Linked DNA regions of Ovis aries: region 2 is linked to region 1. Evidence: chromatin contacts called from public Hi-C data. All regions are on one chromosome and are shown on one strand. Each heading gives the region's core, a stretch centred on a gene start, on an enhancer-like site or on the middle of the called end of the contact. The rest is flanking DNA. Distances are from core to core; before and after follow the strand shown.

The links. Hi-C and Micro-C count contacts between places; a contact is called where the count stands out from the background.
Region 2: a contact with region 1 is called in a Hi-C map of tail adipose tissue, with 2.3 times the contacts expected there. The contact joins the promoter of NRP1 here to the enhancer-like site in region 1. A contact is called at or near these places in 2 of 16 Hi-C or Micro-C datasets (muscle and tail adipose tissue).

The regions. Positions count from the first base shown.
Region 1 is chr13:18,856,523-18,862,973 of ARS-UI_Ramb_v3.0, reverse strand. No RefSeq gene overlaps it. Among named protein-coding and RNA genes, the nearest start is that of NRP1, 110 kb to the left of the region's middle. Within about 2 kb of position 2,468, at least 4 of the 54 cell types and tissues checked have an H3K27ac peak or open chromatin away from gene starts, as enhancers often do. A contact at or near this core is called in tail adipose tissue, where this site is marked.
Region 2 is chr13:18,964,512-18,970,962 of ARS-UI_Ramb_v3.0, reverse strand. It overlaps NRP1 (neuropilin 1), which reads right to left and starts at 3,633. Exons shown (of 17, transcript XM_027976579.3): 1 at 3,080-3,633. The coding sequence starts at 3,152.

The DNA.
Region 1 (6,451 bases), core at 1,219-3,718:
ATAAAACATAATAAAATGCACCTACTGCTCATGTTACGTACATTTTTCACAAAGAAATAATTGAAGAATGTTTATAAATTTACTTTCAAAAATGAGTTGGCTATTGACAGACTAATTTATAATTCAGTCTCCTTGATCAACACTCAATGTGCAGAGTAAGGATTTTGGAAAATGGAGAACATCCAGCTCACAAATTGTTTTCAAATGGAGTGGAATGGTCATGAATATTAAGTTTACAATGGTGACATCATGTTACATTTTATGTACATTCTGTTATTTATTACATTTGATTTTAATTATTTGTATTTTGAATTCAGACTTTTTTTTTTTTCTGGAGATGAACATGTCTGTAGGTACTAGAATGTTCACAAGTCCCAAGCAGTTTATTGCTTAAGGACTGAAATGGTCTAAAGAACAAGGTTCTTGAGGAGGTGGAAGGTGTCAGGGTAAGAGCCAGAGAGGGACGAATTGTTCTTGAAAAGGAAACTCATTCTTTTGTACAAAAGGACAAAAGAGCAGGTGAAGAAGTAAATGGGTAAAATTCCCATCTCCAGGAAGGAGAAACTGAAATGCTGTCACCTATGTGTGTACATGTCTTCCTGAGAAGACAGTTCAGCTGCTCAGTCGTGTCCGACTCTTTGCGACCCCATGGACTGCAGCACGCCAGGCCTCCCTGTTCATCACCAACTCCCAGAGTTTACTCAAACTCATGTCCATTGAGTCGGTGATGCCATCCAATTATCTCATCCTCTGTCATCCCCTTCTCCTCCTGCCTTTAATCTCTCCCAGCATCAGGGTCTTTTCTAATGAGTCAGTTCTTCACATCAGGCGGCCAAAGTATCGGAGCTTCAGCTTCAGCATCAGTCCTTACAGTGAATATTCAGGACTGACTTCCTTCAGGATTGACTGGCTGGATCTCCTTGCAGTCCAAGGGACTCTCAAGAGTCTTCTCCAACACTGCAGTTCAAAAGCATCAGTTCTTCGGTGCTCAGATTTCTTTATGGTCCAACTCTTACATCCACATATGACTACTGGAAAGAAAGTAGGGTGTGATATTCCTTCTAGAAGCCAACACCTTGAAAATGTTCTCCGCTATAGTATTTAGAACCTGTTGGCCCTTTCCCATCCACTTGTATCTCCAGAAGTCACCCCCCGGGCGTTGGGTATGAACAGATGCACTGAAGTGCTGCATTTCTTTGTTCAAACTGAGAGATTGCTGACTTGCCCCCCTTTCCTCCTCAAAGCAACCCCTCTTTCCCTTTTCCTTCGTGTTAGAGTGCCAGGGGCTTATCAGGGTTTGTTTATCCACTTTTATGACAACTGCATTTCACTCCCCTTCAAAGTCTTCTTTAAAAGAAAGAGGAGAGGAAATAAAAAAAAAGAGGAGGGAATTTCCTGGCAGGCTAGTGGTTACAACTCTAGACTTTCACTGCCAACGGTCCAGGTTGGATCCCTGGTCAGGGAACTAAGTGTATATGTATCACTTATATATGTATACACTTATACATATATATATATGTATAATAACCATAGTGTGTTCCATTGTTTAACTGTTATCGTATTGCTGGATATTTCCTTCTAAGATGTCAGTGTTATAAAGAACGCTGCAGTGATTCTCCTTGTATGTATATATGCAAGTATTATTGATTCTAGTTACTGAGGATGAACTTTCAGTAGTGGAGTTGCTGGTTATGAGTTTGTACTTTTTAAGGACGTTGATTTTGGGGACCAGCTTGGAAAAAATCAAAATGTCAAAGATCCAACCTTCTCAAAAATCTCTGCCTCTTTAAAAATTTGAATCACTTCTTTTCTGAAAGATATCACCACAAAATGGTTATTAGACTCCAAAACTGCAAGCACTGATGCCAGATAATCCATTTCAGTAATGAGATGCCCAGTGCTGTTTTCAGCATTTGTATGAATTGAAGGTCATGGGTAGTGAGAGCGAGGTCCTCTCTCCTGAAGCATCTTATTCACCTTGGAAAGGCTGCAGTGCCTGTGGGGAAGCTGAGAGCAGCAGTGGGACACTATTATTAAAATCTCCTAATTGTTTAAAAAGCCATTTGGGATAAATGGAGTAGGTTTACTTTTCTTTCATTAATGTCCCTGGGCAGACTATAGAGAAGAAAGTCACAACTTCATTGCTTTTGGCCAAAGGCCATTGCAGTACTTCCAGATGGAGAACAAAACAGGTACAGAGTGTTCTTCAGAAAAGGTTGTAAACTTGTAGACAGAACAGAATTAGCGTATACTTCTTAGTGCGCTAACACACAGTACTTTGGTATTAGTTTTCTGAAGAGAATGTCAGATCAATATACTACCATGTCAAATGGACTATGATGTCTAAAATAGCTTTATATCTGGCTTTAGAAGGAGCTAGTGAGCAAAACAGAGAAAAGAAGGTACATGGAGTTCTGTGTTGGACTATCAGTAACTTAACATCTACGGAACAGGTCTAGATAACATTTCGGATAAATTACACTGATAAACCTCTGGAATTATCCAAAATACATGTGACAGAAGTCTAGGGTAATAGGAAACAAGTGCCTGCCATAATTCAGTGTAAGAAATACTATTTGGGTTAAGCTCCTTACATTGTGTAGATTTGTCTAAGCCACAGAAATGAATGCACCTTCATTTCTTATCATTTTTTTAATGTAGCAAAATTGAAATAGAGCAGTATTCACAGGGGAGAGTATCTTGAAGGTCACAACAATGTGAAGAAGCTGGCTGTGGAGTGTGTCAGCTGAATAACCCATGGAGTCTGGAGGAATAGGACTGGATTTCTTCCATGGAGCTGGCCTGGCAAATTCCCATGAAATTAGGTCACTAGGCAAACGTTCCAGGGCTGGCAGCATACTTATGATTCTCAATCTCCCTTCTATGTTGTTAAAAAAAAAGTCTTTGGCACTTAGAAATTCTGCTACGGCAGTATCTGAAATAACAGAATGGTTTGAAGGGACACTAGATGAATACTAAATACAAGGAAGATATAGAGTTTAGAGAGAGTCCTGAGACTTGAGAGAGCAGCTTAGCTACTGAGGCTAAGGGGTGAATTCAGAAGCTAATCAATCAACCAATTAACAAGCATTTATTGAGATTGTACAAGGAGCCCAATACTATAGCAAACAGAGATGCTGAGAAGTGCAGGACCTGCATCGGGCGCTGCCTCTAGTTCATTTGGAGATTCAGGAACAGCCGAACCAGGGCTACCACACCAAAAAACATCCACCTGGCCCACTTGGGTGCACATTCAGAAGATGACTTAAAGATAAATGAAGTAATTTGTTGGTCAGTAGCCAGTGTATTAAGTCATAAGGCTCATAACCTTCTTATACCTCAGATCTCAAGTTCTGTTCTTTGACACACATTTTTCTGGCACATTTACTTCAAAAAATCTCTAAACAAATATGAATTCTAAACACTCAGAAACCCAAGAATGTCTAAGTCATTTTCCCCAGCCAACAGTGCAGATGTAACAGCTTTCCTCTGGCTGTCAAGTGTTTGTTTGAAAATCTAAGAGATACTTTTTAGCTTAGGTAGCTGGGCATCACTCATTTACAAGTAATGGTACAGCTTTCCCTGGAAGAACAAAAGCTTGCCTGGGTAACTGAGTGTCCGTTCCCTGCACAGTGTCTGAAGGAACCACTCACTGGTCCCTCCAGGCTGTGGTCATTAACTTCAGTGCTTGGAAAGGTGACCTGTGTGCTTCCAACAATGGATGAAAGTTGTCTTTCATAATCAATAGAGGAAAAGGTAAGGAAAGTCTACTTCCTGTTGCAGCAACAAAGGCCCAAGTAGCCTTTATCATTTGCCAGTTCCATTGATGATTTTCCAGTTGTTGGTTTTTATGTGGGGGAAACCAATACATGTCAAGATACTTATCACCTGCTCCAGTGGCCTGTGATCAATACACTTAGAACATCAATGATGACAATGCACAAGTATTTTCTTTAAAGATTCTAAACTGTCTTTTAAAAAAATCTAAACTGTGTATTTTTTTTTTAATCTAGTGAAAAACTAGTAGACATTAGCAATTCTTGGTTAAAAGACTGAAAATCGTGCAGCTAGAGAATTAGTCTTGCAGTGAGTGAAATACTATAACTTGATTTTCATACTCTTAGTTCATCACATTGACAGCGGATTTTTACATTTCTTATGACTTTTTGATTATTTCTTTCTATCAGTTTAAGGAATTCTAAACTTCACATTGCAAACTTAATTATTTTTAGGAAGAGCTTTATGTCACAAATGACTGACTGCTTATCTATAATATGCAGAAAGACTAATCTTATTTGGAAAGAACCAAAAGGATCCACTAAATTACGGATAAAGCATGAATTGTTTTATGCCTAATTATAAAAATAATGAGCAAAATATCAAAGAAATTTGTTTGGGGAAGTCTAGTTAAAAAAATTTAAAAAGCCACAGATTTCCCTAATAGGACTTTGGAAGTAATTGTATTCTTAATTTCATGGGAAAATCATTTCATTACTATTAATATGTTTAATTCTCAAAAGTTAGTTGTGATATTTTTAGTGTAAGCTTGTTTAGAAAATACAGGCAGAGTGATATAATTCATATGTGAATTTTACTGGTTCCCCAAGAAAGCAAAAATAAACAGTAATACTAATTTCAGATAAGAATAAGGATATCTAGATTCTTTGTGCACTACTGCTGAGCAATCTCTGGCAAATTAATTTTCTGGAAATTGATTTCCACATCTATTAAATAAAGAGGCCAGAAGCAGATCACTCCTGACAATAATCCCGAGATATATTCTAAAAAAATTATGTTCCCTGGGCAAATGAATTTGGAAATCATTTTACTTTGTGTCCCCTGTAGGATGTTCACAATCCTGTGGTAAAGGAACTTGCTTATTTTTGTTTTTGCCAAAATTCCCCCAAATGCTTGGCCACAGACTTCTTCTGTTTTCTTTGCATAACAATTAGCATACTTGGAAGCACTTTGAGAAACCCTGCCCAGATGATCTACAGGGTGCGCTCCAGATCCCACATGGTGCTATCTAATGTAATTCAAGTCAAGACAATGAAAAGCTGAGCCTCACTCTTCTTTCAAGAGCAAAAATTGGAATCTGTGTGTGTGTTAAACTCCTATTGTTCTTCCCAACGATATCTTACTAGTCCCACTTTTTTAGTTTCCATGAGCACCAAATACATATTCTAAATGCCCTGGATCACAGTTTTCTATGCCACTGAGACTTCTGAGACCCTGTCAAGTTGCCTTAAGTAAGTTAATGAAAGTGAAGTCACTCAGTCGTGTCCGACTCTTTGTGACCCTGTGGACTGCAGCCCACCAGGCTCCTCCATCCATGGGATTCTCCAGGCAAGAGTACTGGAGTGGCTTGCCATCAGTAGGTTAAGCCTTACTCAATTAAGAAACAAATTTTAAAAACCACAGAAAGGACAAATGGCTATAGTCCTGGACATCCAAACCAAATTGTACTTCCCAAATCATGGTAGCATAGTGTTGGTTGCATTTACTCAATGAACACTTAGTGAAGGTATGTTACATCACAACATTATGACAGATTCTCTCAAGTAGTGAAGAAGAAATGCTCCCATATTTTAAAGGAGAATTTTTGTGTGGCAGGAGATAATATTAGTTATATAAAATGCCAAAACCCCCAATCACTACTGTTTTTATTAAGGCTATAGATCATGTTCCATGTGCTCAGTTGCTCGATCGTATCCAACTCTTTGAGACCCCGTGGACTGTAGCCCGTCAGGCTCCTCTGTCCATGGATTTTCCAGGCAAGAATACTGGAGTGGGTTGCCATTTCCTTCTTCAGGGGATCTTCCTGACCCAGGAATCAAACCTCTACCGCTCTTGTCTACTGCACTGGCAGACGCAGCCTTTACCACTGAGTCACCTGGGAAGCCCCCGTATTTTGTGGCAGATATACTATGTATACATTTTCATTTATCTTTTTAAAAAACTCTGAAAGCATAGATTCTATTGTTATTCTGTGTTTACAATGAGGAAACTAAGAGAGAATGATCTGTTCAAGGGCACACAACTGCCAAATGGCAGAGGATTCAGACGCGGTTTACGTAAGTCTAGCCCCCCTGACCTTTCAAATCAGGCTTAAATGTGAGAATGTACTCAGAAAGGAAGGGATTAATGAGCTGGAGAAATGATGCTGGGAGAAGAGGATTAGTTGATAGAACTGGATTCATAGGTAGGATCATATCAAGTTTGCCAGGAGGCTGAGTTGACCTTGGCCAAAAAAAAAAAAAAAAAAAAAAATTGGATAGCTCTTTCTCTGATACAGGAATAAAAAAGATATGGATGAAAGAGGAGACAGATCAGAAGTGTCAGGAGAAAAAAGCCTTCTAGACTCATTCCTTTGTCACATAAAGACCTGGGGAGGATACCTAATGTTCACTCCTGCCCAGACCCACATGTTTGAACTTGACCCGCCCTTGTT
Region 2 (6,451 bases), core at 2,384-4,883, 110 kb before region 1:
CATTAAGTCCTCAATGGATGTTAACATGGTCCCCAGGGAGCTTCTGCTAGACTTAATTATACCCCCAGAAGTGTAATCACATTAAGTAGCAAGTTCTAAGTGAAGGCGACTAAAAGATGCTATTCCACCCCTTGTGTTGCTGTTTGATGATAAGCCTGGTCTGTGTCATTGATCAGTGAGCATTGTCATCCAGGACTTCAACTGGCTTAAAGCCAAACCCTTTTTGTTGTTGTCTTATCTGCCTGTAAATCTAAGTGATTTTGAGTTATCTCTGGTCTTTGAGATCCAGAGCATCAGGGAACAAAGTAGATGTGCTGAAGCAGAAATAATTCAGCTCTACTGCTCCTAGGAAAGTTGCTCAGTTTTGGAGACCAGATCAAAGTAACTGGGCAGAAAGAAAAATAAATAGCTACACAGATTAATTCTAATTACCTACATGTTGGAAAAAACTCCCCCACATGGAGGTCTGGGTATCACAGATGGTGATCTACACCCTTACATTTTAGAAAAGGTGAGCTAGCTACTTTTGACCTTCCTTAAAAAAAACAAAACAATAAAACCCAAACCTGAAGTGATTCACTGAGAGCCAAAGAAACCAGTCTTTGGGCAGCTTTATTGTTCAGTATGGACCCTCACTGTCACTTTTTATGATGGATTTCATATTAGAGAGTCTCAGCCTGAAAGGCTGCCACATTTATTGATGCTTAATTTTGAGCAATAAAAATTCGGTGCATAAGCTATGTAAGAGGAACAGGTATGAAAGCAGTGAAACATATAAGCCTATCAATCACAAATTTTCAGTAATGGTATATATAGATTTTAATATTGCATCTAATAGATTCCCTGTGGAAAAAGAATGGCATTCTTTGCTCTCAGCATGAATTTATAAATCTACAGAATTTTATTACAGGAAAACCAGGTCAAATGGAAATGAAAGATGAAGTGCACATCAAAAATGCATAAAGCTACATGCATTACAGAAATCATTTCCCATAAATTAAAAGAGAAGACAATATAAATTACTTTGTTTTTCTCAGTTGCTAGATGTTTCTGACTTTGTTTCTTAGACTGTTGGGGGGCGGGGGTAGCCTTATAAGGGTTTCCTCTGCCTTAGCTTTTAGAAGCTTAAGGTTTGCCAAGAAGAAATGGTGTTGTAACTGGAGTTCAGAATCTCAGCTAATGATCATACTGGACTCTGTTATGTTATTCTGCAGAGGCTCTTGCATTATTTTAAATGTGCAGAAAACTTGGAAAGCAACCCCATCTCATTAAGTCTCCTCCAGCTCTGTACAAACATCATGGCAGTGTCTGGCATCTGTTAAGGAGTGAAATAAAACAGCACTGCTTGTAGCCACTCGACAGAGTCACTTCAGAAGACATTTAGGTGGACTCAGTACCACACCAGAGCTCTTTAATCTGTGACTTCTGAGAAAGTGACAGTGTAATAAGATAATGCGGACTCCTAGACTCCCTGGCTCTGTTAAATCTCTCTAACACTTGATTAAGAACGAGCAGTTTCTAATGATTCTGGACCATTAGTCCTAAATAAGGTTAATGAATTAATTTAGCAGACACTGGTACTCCAAGGAGGTGGACATGGCTGGGAAAGGTCTGCTGAGCTAGAGGCATTAACTGGCTTTGGTCACTGTTAAGTATAGCAACATAGGTTTAACCAGTCAAGTCACTGACTGCAGCTTAGGGTCTCAGCATTCCCCAGATTTCTGCTAAGAAAACTGGGAAGTATGTGTATCTCTCATGTATGTATATACACACACACATATGCACACACACACACAGACATACATATGGAGTTCACAGCCTAAAGTCTGAAAGCTATTGGCATTGGATTTCAAATCCATCCTATGAACACCCGCCACCGTGGAAGCAGATGTTGTTACTGTAATTTCTAAAGTCTAACCATTGGAGCTCTTTCAATTGGAGGTGAGTGTTATTTCATTCCCTGCCAGACTAGAGAAGGATGCCATCATCTGAGGTTCATTAATAAATTGAACTCTACATTCACAATTGTATGTGTTTTGCTTCCAAGCATATCTTTTAGAACACTGCTTGGTAGCTGCTCGGGAAATCTATTGCTTCAATCAGGAAACCTCTAAAAAGCATATTAGAGAGATTAACGCCCATCATAAAGATGTGATTTAAATTCCTCTCGGTATGAACCCCTCCACTTGTGGTCTCTTATTAAAACAATATACCACGGGTAAGTAGCGGATGGGCTCTCTTAATTACTCTGATTGAAATCTAAGCCAGGCTAAAGTAAATATTTGATAATTAGTTAATAATAATTGCTGAAGACTTACTGTAAAGATAATGTCACCCGCCCCCTTGCTTCCACCTACTTTACAGTGTAAGTTGAACATGCCTACAACCAGATCCCATTTTAAAACACATTATTTACGTTACAGGATACTGCTTCTAACCCAGCACGGTCTTCCATTTACTTAACACTGAGTGGTTTTAAAAGCTAAGTGGAAGCTGCAACTAGGTTAGGGGATTTTCACATATCCTGGTGCCTTACAGCGTGTGTATCAGATTCCTTTATTGACACGATATAACTTTCATTCATACTCCAGACGGAGCAGGGCTGGTTTGAAAAAGCGGAGGAGGGACTAACACCCACCCGCAAACCGCTATCTCCTGCGGGCACCCACCAGAGGAATCAGTTCTGGGGAGCTGTCGGAGAATCAGGAAGTGCTCCCGGTAAAGTGTTCATTAACTTTCAACAGCCATCATATTTTTGAAAGGGAGTCTCCTCTAATTGCCTTGGGGAGGAAACATTATTAAGATAATTGGTGCGCTGATCTGGGAAGGTAGGGCGCTCAGCCTCGTAGCAGAGGTGGGAAAAACCCCATGGCCAAACAACCAACTTCAGGAGGGAGTCAGAGGACGTGAAATCTCCCTGCCCTACCTACAACGACTAATCTTATTTCTTTATTTCTCCGTCTGGCTAAAAGTTTCCTTCACCGGGAGGCGGCTCTCCCCGGTGGGTCCCGGCAGCTCGGAGCGGGCAGCCGGGAACCGGGTTCACCCCCGCGGCCGCGCGCCTCCGCCTGTCACTTACCGTTGCGAAAAGCGCCGGCCGCGCCGAGGACCAGGGCTAGCGCGGCGCACAGGAGCTGCAGCCCCTTCTCCATCCTCCCTTCGCCAGGTCTCCGGGGCGAACGCGGGAGAACCGAACGTGCGGGGAAAACAGAGCACCGGGGCGATCTCCACGATCCGGAGCGCTTTCACTCCTCCCGGAGCTGTAAAATCCTCAGACCGTTTTGGAGAAAGAAAAGCGTTGAGGCAATGCCTTGATCCGAGAGAAACGCTCCTCTTTTTGTGTCTCAAGTCGCCTGCATCCTGTCATTTAGCTCCGGTTTCCTCTCTCTTTTCCCACACTTGTTCCTCTTCCAGGAGCCGCTGCCCGGGCCATGTCTCAAAAAAAAAAAAAAAAAAAAAAAAACGTAGGGGGTGTGGGAGGGGGAGGAGGGACGTAGAGAAACACACACCAACGCCAATTTCCAGAAAGAAAGAAAAAAAAAAAAATCCGGCTTGATTCTGGACCCGTTGGATCCGGGGAGCTGGCGCCCAAGGGAGGTCGGGGTGTCTGCGCGAAGAGGAGCAAGCAATGAAAAGATGAGCGGGAGACGAAGGAGTTTCACCAACTGCACCCCCGCCTCCCCCACTGCCTCCTCCCCTCCCCTTCTGGAGCCCTTCCCTCGCTTCCCCCCGCCCCTCTCCCCGCACAGGCTCGCCAGCGATTGCCTGACAAGAGACGGGGAGGAACAAGTTTCTCTCCCTGAACGTTCCCCGTCCGTCTGTCCGTCTCTCCCACAAGCCCTGCTGGGATCTTCCCCGGCAGGGAGGCGCCGGGACTCCGTGCCCAGGGCCGAGTGCCGGATGTGTTTGCGGGGGTACCGGGCGTCGAGGTCGGTGGCAGCGCCAGGGTCGGGCTAGCCCATCTCGGCATGCTCGCTCGGGCCCCCGGGGGAGAGCGGGCAGTTCCGCTAAGATTTTGGGGGGTCGGCCGCCGGAGACAGGCAGCGCGCCCGGGAGGTGGCGGCTGCTTCTCCCAACTCCGAAACCCTCGGGAGGCGCCCGAGACGTGACCTGGGGTCGTGACCTGGGGCAGGAGCAGCAGGGCGCCCCTGGACGTTGCGGATCAGGCCCGAAGGGGCCGAGGAAAGGGGCTGGGGTTGGGGACGCACCCCGGAGCCGGGCGAGAGTCGGCAGTATCGCTGCCACGCAGAGCCGAGTCAGTAGACTCACGCAGACTAGGCTGTGCTGCAGCCCCGCCCGGCCTGCCTGCCCCGTATCGGGGCGCGCGGCTGGGCGCCTGGCGAGCCCGGGTGTCTGCCGCGCGCCGCGGGCTCCATTGTTGCCGAAGATCTGATGTCCTCTTCTCCCGGCCAGAGGGGACGCCGAAGGGTGGAAGGTGGTGAGCCTTCCAGCTAGGGGGCAGTCGTTGCCCGACCCCACCCAGCCGGCTTATTCGGAGCCCAGGTGCTCGGGGTTTGGAAATGAGGGGTCCAGCGGTCGGGGCTCCTGTGCATCACCGGGGAGCAGGAACAGTGGCGGGGGCGGGGGCGGGGTGTTGCTCTTGGCCGGGCTCTCACGGTGCCCGCTCCGGCTACAGGCGGTTGTCACGCCGGCCCACCCCCGCCTCCCACTGCAGCGCGTCCTCAGTGGGCTCTGGATGCCCCCCAGTTCGGTCCCCGAAGGGTTTTCCGGGAAGTGCTGCAGAAAGCCTCTGCAGATAGGAATAGCAAGGACATTTCAGGGACCAAACAGGTTTTGGCTACGGATCAGGCCCTTGAGAAGGTAAATGCCCAGGGACCCCTCCGAAGGAGTTCGTGGGGAAGGTGAAAAGGTCAGCCGCCTTCTGGGAACGGCGTTTCTGCACACACCCGAAAGCAGAGCCTTAGTCCTACCTGGCGCAAAGAGCTGGCAAAAGAGATTTAGGAATGTTGGCAGGAAGACTCTGGTCAAAGGTTTTGGCGGAAGAACTAGGGGCGGGACGCGAGGAAGGCGGCCCAGCGCGCGCGGGCCCTGGTGAGGGCTCGGCTCTAGCGGGTGGCGGCTGGACGCGGTGGCGCGCCCCGGCTGGGGTACAGACGATCCCCGCGCGCCGTGCAAAGCTGCACCTCGGGCTTGCGGGCCCGCGCCGGGGGAGTCCCCGCCTCCAAGCTGGAGACCGGCCTCCTGGGCGCACGAGTCGTCATCCCCCCACCCCCCACCTCCGCCGCCGCCCGGGCCCGAGCGCTTATTCGCCCTAGCTGGTTTCCTACTTCCCCGCTATCCCACCCCGGACTCTGGGTGGAAAGGTGGCACTGTGAGGCCGAGAGTCAAACGCCTGGGCGGGGCGGAAGAGGCAGTGGCGGGGTGAGACCGGGCGCCAGGCGCGCCCGCGCAGACCCCGGGGAGCCATCGCCGCAGAGGGAAGCCCGGGCGCTTCGGCTACCGCGGGCGCGCGACGCCTCCTCCCCGCTTTGCGCTCAGTCCCAGGGGCACCCCCGGCAGTGGCAATCCCCGGCTGCTTGGGGCGAGCGGCATCGTCAGATTTGGGGTAACCCCGGGCGACCTCAGCCCGAGGTTCGGAGGGAGAGGCGCCTCTCGAAACTGGCAGGTTGACAGAGAAGTCGAACCGCGCGGCGCAGCGCCGGGGCGTCCCAGAGTCACGGCTGCCCGCCTCCTTCCTAGTGGGACCCGCGCGGCCCCGCGCGCTCCCGGGACCGGGTTGACCAGTCTGTGCCTCCGCGGGGTGAGCGAGGGGGCACTCGCAGAGACTTGAGCCGTGTTGTTTTTAGAAAACTGCCGCCAATCTCTCTTCCCTTTTCCCTGCTGAGTGTGCATTTCCCAGTCTGAACCCACCAAGCTAACAAAGCCACCAGATCCTGCGCTCCAAGAGGCACTGCCCCCGCCCCGCCACCTCGCCCCCTTCCTCCCACCCGCCTTTCCCAGGGAAGGGTCGGCACGCAGAAAACGCCTTTCTTGCTCTGCAGCTGAGCATTTTGCCAGCCTTTCTCCAACCAACTAATAAGACACGCAGTAGGTACTCTGGGGGAAATATCATATTTAAGTTCTGCCTCTGATTTTTCTGATCTGAGACTTTTCTCTAACTCCGGAGTTTCCACATGCAGTTCTGGGTAATGGGAACCCTACCGCACTGATTGATAACTGGCTGCTAGTGGGCAAGTACGGAGCAAATTGTCCTTGCTAACAACGTCTTTCTTCTGCTGGTGGAATCCACCAAGTGTCAAAGAAGGTCAGTTTTAGATTTCTGCTCTTCCCTCTGTAAGGAGACAGACCGACCTTTACAGAGGTAAGTGATAGGAAGAATTTGGCAGTATTCCTAGGCTGATTCTATTTTGTCTCGAGAACACACATCCCTCTTTCAGACATCACAAGTCCTCAGGCTATGTAGGATCCGATTCGACTGAAGGGAAGATCC